Linked DNA regions of Triticum aestivum: region 2 is linked to region 1. Evidence: chromatin contacts called from public Hi-C data. All regions are on one chromosome and are shown on one strand. The core of a region is the stretch at or near the end of the contact, and the rest is flanking DNA. Distances in the headings are between cores, read along the strand shown. Region 1 holds the start of LOC123047374 (mediator of RNA polymerase II transcription subunit 16). Region 2 holds the start of LOC123047388 (protein STABILIZED1).

What was found. A called contact is a pair of places that touch in the nucleus more often than the background predicts.
Region 2: a Hi-C map of leaf shows a contact between it and region 1, with 5 times the contacts expected there. The contact joins the promoter of LOC123047388 here to the promoter of LOC123047374 in region 1. A contact is called at or near these places in 2 of 5 Hi-C or Micro-C datasets (both in leaf).

What each region holds. Positions count from the first base shown.
Region 1 is chr1A:305,758,215-305,761,213 of IWGSC CS RefSeq v2.1, reverse strand. It overlaps LOC123047374 (mediator of RNA polymerase II transcription subunit 16), which reads left to right and starts at 1,579. Exons shown (of 16, transcript XM_044470922.1): 1 at 1,579-2,211; 2 at 2,996-2,999. The coding sequence starts at 1,790.
Region 2 is chr1A:306,711,168-306,714,166 of IWGSC CS RefSeq v2.1, reverse strand. LOC123047388 (protein STABILIZED1) reads right to left here and starts at 1,458. Exons shown (of 2, transcript XM_044470931.1): 1 at 1-1,458. The coding sequence starts at 1,329.

The DNA of each region.
Region 1 (2,999 bases), core at 330-2,829:
TAGTTCTTCCATTTCCAATGCATGCAGTCGATGCTTTCAAGCATCCCAGGAAATCCTCTTGATGCATTCTGTGCTAGGATCCGAGCAGTGTCTTCCGCATTGGGGGTTCGCAAGTATTCGGTCCAAATACTGTCACCACTGCCCGACAGAACTTGTAGAAACACTCAATGTTGGTGGACTCGACCATGCGCCCATAGCCATCGAGTGAATCACCGTGAGCTCCGTATGCAAGCATCCTCATCGCTGTCGTGCACTTCCGGATCGAGGTGAATCCAAGTTTGCCGGTGCAATCCTTCTTGCACTTGAAGTAGCTGTCGAACTCCCGGATGGCGCCGAAATGTGTTGTCGCCGTGCAGTGGAGCGTCGGCGAAGTAGTCAGAGTAGAGCATGCAGTAGCCTTCGAGACGATGTCGGTTCCTTGCTTTCACTCGCCCCGGTGCCGAGCCACCTCGCCGCGGCTTTTCATTGCTCGCCAGCAGCTGGGCGAGGGCAGCGAGCACCATGAGATGCTCTTCCTCCTGGACGTCGGCCTCGACTTCCTCCTCCAGCAGCGCGGCGAGCACTTCCTCGTCATCCGAGTCCATCTCGTCGAGGTAGGCAAATCGCCGAACACCTAGCGCGCCGGTGGGCGTGTACCCGCCGCTAAACTACCCCTCCGCGGCCGAAAATGGCGGCCGAAAACGCCCAGCTGCTGGTGGAGGGGCTGCCTCGGCGAACCTCTGCTATTTTTTCGGCGGGGATTGGTTATCTAGTGATGAAGGGCGGCGGGCGGCGCCGGGATACAGCTAGTGGCAGCCGAGGACGCGAGGGGGGAGGCGAGTCGGGGAAGAAAGACTTACTTTTCAGCTGACGGGGTGGGCCGGCCGTGCTTTTCTCTTGCGCCAGAGCCCCGGATCGCCCCTAGCGCGCCGGGTTCGGCTTGTGAGCGCCGGGCCCAAAAACGAACCGAACCGACGCTTTTTGATATCCTGGGGCATGACTGGGGCTTTTTCTTTAACGCCGATGCAAAAAAATGACCTGAGGGAGCATGTTGGGGCCCCTCTTAGGCTGTGTTTGATAGCAAAGGGTGAAATAAACCGAAGTATCCAAAACTGCAATATTTTTGGTTGTAGGTATGAGATATCATGGTTTTATCAAAACACAGTATTTTAGAGTATTCACAATACATAGAACCTGTTTGGTTGTTGCCACACAACGCTGTAAATTTTGGTGCCTAACCATTGCGTTCAAATACTTCAACAGCTACCTAGCCGTTGCATTAGCAGTGCAAGCATGCGCAGCTAGCCGGCCGTTTGAATTCTGTTGGGTTTTTTTTAGCTAGCTAGCTGACTATCCATTACCATCTTGCGTTCATAACAACCGAAACTACCCTTTTAGAGGCAGCCAAATAACCCTTTGTAAATAAAACTACAGTAATATAAAAAAACTGTAGTATTCTGAGAATACTTAGAAAAAACTTTTGTTATCAAACGGGGCCTTAGAGTGTTTACCAAACTGCCTGTGCGAGTCAGCGTTTTCCTCGCAGACTCCGCGATCGCAGAGCCAAACCAATATAGCCATCCCGTCCCCTCCCCCCGCATCTCTCCCTTCCCCCCTCCAGCTCCTCCTCCACCCACCTGAAAGCGACGCCGGCGCACAGAGCACACCGAACTCCCCTCCTCGCCTCGTCCTCTCGCCACCCGGCTTCCCCAGCGACAGCGACGGCCGGTCGCTTCAAATGACCTAAGCACCCCCGCGCTCGCGCCCCCCTTTTTCCTCCCCTTCCCCCGTCCCATCCCTCTCCGTCCTTATGACCTCTTCGTCCCCCGCCCCAAACCCTAACCCCGTCCCCACACCGCCCCCAAACCCCGCAGCCAACGCCGCTCCCGCGAGCGGAAACGCGGTCGCAGCGTCGTCGCCGCCGCACAAGGAGCAGCAGCAGCAGAGCCAGGACGGGGTCGTCGCTGGTGGCGGAGCGGGGGTGGATGGTGGGGCCGGGGGCGGTGGCGAGGCGGTGGAGGCGGGTGTAGCGGGCGACGCGATGGAGGTTGACGGCGGAGCTGGTGGAGGCGGAGGCGGAGCTGGGGATGTGGAGGGCGGAGGTGGCAGTGGAGCGGCCGGAGGAGCGCAGCTGGCCTCGTCACCGGCGACCGTGTTCCGGATCCGCCTCAAGCAGCCCCCTGCAAGCCTCAAGTACAAGATGCGCGTGCCCGAGCTGTGCAGGAACTTCAGGTGTGGCCGCTTGAGTCGCTCACTGCCTCCTTGAACCTGCGTCATTCTCTGATGAACTTAAAAGCTACTACCATTATCTTTGTTTTAATTTCGTGACAAGGGAAAACGTGTAGCTGTGTTCATTGCAGAGACAATAGGTCATGAATTGAGTTGGCTTCCTGTGGCCTCCTAAAATGCTATGATCCCCTTTCGAAAAAGGGCTAAACACTGTTTACAGACTTACAGTTGACAATTTTAGTGAGGTCAATCGCTCTTCCCAAGCCAGAGAAAATTCGGTAAAAATGATGAAAACCATTTCAGGAAATCCACGAATGTATCTGGATGATCCATGAACAGATCTCGTGATATTCTACTGGATGTTCTATAGCTAGTCATCCTGAAATTGCTAGGTGGTGATACCACCACACTATGGTGGAAGTGGAATGCTAAGCTGAATTTGGTAATCTTTTGTGGAGTGTCTTTCTTGTTGGAGTGCACATTTATTCCCATGTCTTGGTAATAACTTCCGTAGACAGTTGGTATGCTAAACCTTTACAATTCTGCACGGTCCTTCATGGTTTCAGGAACAATTGGTGTGATCTTTAATTGGTTTGACCTGAAATGTGGATTAGCATATACCAGCTTTAAGTTTCATATTTTTAAAGCTCTAGTTCCATGCATATTTTCCTTGTTGACATATCTGTCTAAATCTGCTAGGATAGTGCGCCTAGTCCAATTTGCCACACGGTTAACTGAAACTTGTAAATTATATCTTTTCCCTGTCTTGGTGGTCTTTCAATTGCAGCGCT
Region 2 (2,999 bases), core at 209-2,708, 950 kb before region 1:
CAGCTCAACATGAAGTGGGCAGCACTCCACAGCCCTGTGAAGCAACATCCGTGCATCCTCCTCGTTCGCCAGCTCCACAACAGCCTTCCACAACCTAACTGAATCAGGAATGTGCTCCAATCCCTTCCTTAAAACCCTGCTCTTGTTCAAATCACTACTCTCTAGTTTTGCAGCCTGCAGCCACAGCTTCACAGAGTTGGGAATTGCCTTCACACCCCTGGCAATTACAGCCTTTGACTCGTCTGGGCTAGCCAACCGGCATGCCTCGAACCACACATCCTCGTTCTTGGGGCACTCCTCACAGCCCCTCTGAATGAGCTGCCGAGCAGACTGGAGCTTGCCAGCAACCTCTTCAAGCCTGGCAGCAGCAATCCAACCTGGAGGATGCTTTGGGTTTGTCTGCGTCACAGACCTGAGCAGCAGTCTCGCCTTCTTAATGTCAGAGATCTCAGCATCGCTAGTAATTTTCATGCTTTTCAAGTCTGTAAGGTATCCCTTTGGATCAACAACAGTAAGCCCAGAAACTGAATCTGACAGCCTGTCCAATTTCAGCGAAAGCACAGTACCGCGGCCCTCACCCACGGCAGTCAGGTCGGTAACCGGAGTTTGAGCCCACGGTGTCTCAGTGCCACCAGCCGCACGGCTCTTGGGGTCCAGCGCTGTGACATGCTCCTGCTCCTGCCGGGCCTTCTCAAGCAGAGTGTCCGGCACCGGGACAAAGCTCTCGAAACGCTTCTTCTTGTTGCGCGCCGAGTAATCCCCAATTTCAGGTATGCTTTCCCACTCCTGCACGGACACATCAGCCAGCTTCCTCTTGAGATCAGCAAACTGCTCGGTGATCTTGGGGTTGGACGCACGGTACTTCTCAATCTCCTGCTTGAGCCGCGCCTCGCGCCGATCCTTGCGGCGCAGGTCCATCCTCTGGTCGATGCTCTCCCAGACAGCATCAGCCTCGCGGTCATCATCGTCGTAGTCGGCGTTGGAGAAGAGGCCGGCATCGTTGCCCTCGAACTCGTCGAACTTCTGGTTCTCGTCGTATCCCTTCTCCTCGTCGCCGCCTTCATCACCGCCTTCGTCCTCGCCGGGGGGCTTCCCGCGGCCGCGCCCGACAGCGGGAGGAGCAGCCGCGGCGGCGGAGCGATCTGGGAGGTCCGGGGCAGCGCGGGCCGGCCCGATATCGGAACGGGTGGTGAAGCCGGTGGCGCCACGGCCGAGACCCGCGACGTAGTTGGGGGGCGGCTTGGAGTTGAGGAAGTCGTAGCGCACGGGACGGGCGGGCGCCGCCGCCGGAGGAGGGGGCGGCGGCGGGGTCGGGGCGGGGCCGCTCATGTCGCCGAGGAGGGAGAGGCGGGAGAAGGACGGGGCGATCTGGAGGGAGGAGAGGAGCGGGGAGAGCGGCGGCGGAGCAGATGGGTTGGGTCGGGGGAGATTGGGAGAGGGCGTGACCGGCCTTTGCCGTGACCAGCTCAAGGTCTAGGGCCCCTCTTGGTGTAGTACAATTTTAGAGGCGGTGCGTGCGTGACTACGTTTTTTCTAAGAAACACGCGCATCTTTACGAAGGCAAGCACGCACACCCCCTGATATGCGATTGGGATCGAGGAACACGTATTTTCCGATCCTATCTTTCTTTTTTTTTTGACGAAAAACAGCATTGTGCTGATTTCATTCATTAAGATAGGATGAGACACTCCAAAAAATACAGGTCAAGGTTCAGGACGGCTAACAGCCAGAAAGGGGAAGGAAAAGCTATACAAATGTACACTAGAAAAAGAAAGAAAGCGAGAAAGAAATTATCTCGCGCCTGTCCATTGTGCTCCTTTGAATCCAGCGATTCTCCAAGAATTCAGCTCATTGATAATGTTCTCAGCGACCTTCGGGAAGTGGTTTGCCTTGTTGTTGGATATGCGGCTGTTTCTTTCTTTCCAAACCTGTCAGGACACCGCCATTATAAGTGATGATAGGTCCTTTTTCCTGCCTGTACGATCCAGAGCCTTTAACCACAAGTCCAATATAGAGCCAGTATGAGCAATAGGTAAGAGGTTGAATGGAAAATTATATATCGCCAGGCAATAGCCCCAGATTCCAGCCGTGAAAGGGCAGCTAGATACAAGGTGCAGACCATCCTCCCACCCTAAGTGGCATAATTGACAGATCGGGTTGTGAGGCCAACCTCGCTTCGCAAGGTTGTCCGCAGTCAAACATTTGCCCTGTACAAAGAGCCAACTGAAAAATCTTATTCTTGGTGGAACCTTGATATGCCAAATGATCTCAGGAAGAGGAGAATCAATCTTGCCCCAGATTTGACATAGGTAAGCTGACTTAGCATTATATCTTCCATCCGCTGACCATTTCCAAATGAACTCATCCTCTAGGTTGGACAAAGAGACCACACTGGATCTGTGCCAGAAGTCAATGTATTCACGCAACACCTAGGTGCCGGGGTTGCGCTTGAGAAGAGTGACCCATTTTCTATTGGTGAGTCCTTCAGCCAACGATATTCTTCTGTTCTTGCTATGCTTGAAAAGGTTAGGAAACGAAACAGCTGGAATCTCACCGTTGAGCCAGTGATCATGCCAAAAGGATATCTTAATACCACTACCAATTTTGATGGAGGTACAAGCAATGAAAAGAGCCTTAACGTGCTTGTCAGCAGGGAGCTGCAGACCTTGCCATGGTTTATCCGGATCTGTGACGCTTTGCCAAAGCCGGCGTACTTTAAGCGCCCGCCCCTGAGCTTGAAGGTCATGGATGCCAAGCCCGCCTACAGAGATGGGTGAGCACACCTGGGTCCAGCGGACAAGGCACTTGCCACAGCAGACAGCATCAGAGCCAGACCATAAAAAAGCACAACGTAGCTTTATCGATTTGCTTGATGACCCATTTTCGGTTGATGAACAGCCAGAAGCATGAAAATTGGCATTGCCGAAAGTACAAACCTCACGAGTACCATTCTTCCAGTGGAGGAGATCCACCTAGCCTTCCAGCCAGCAATCTTCTTA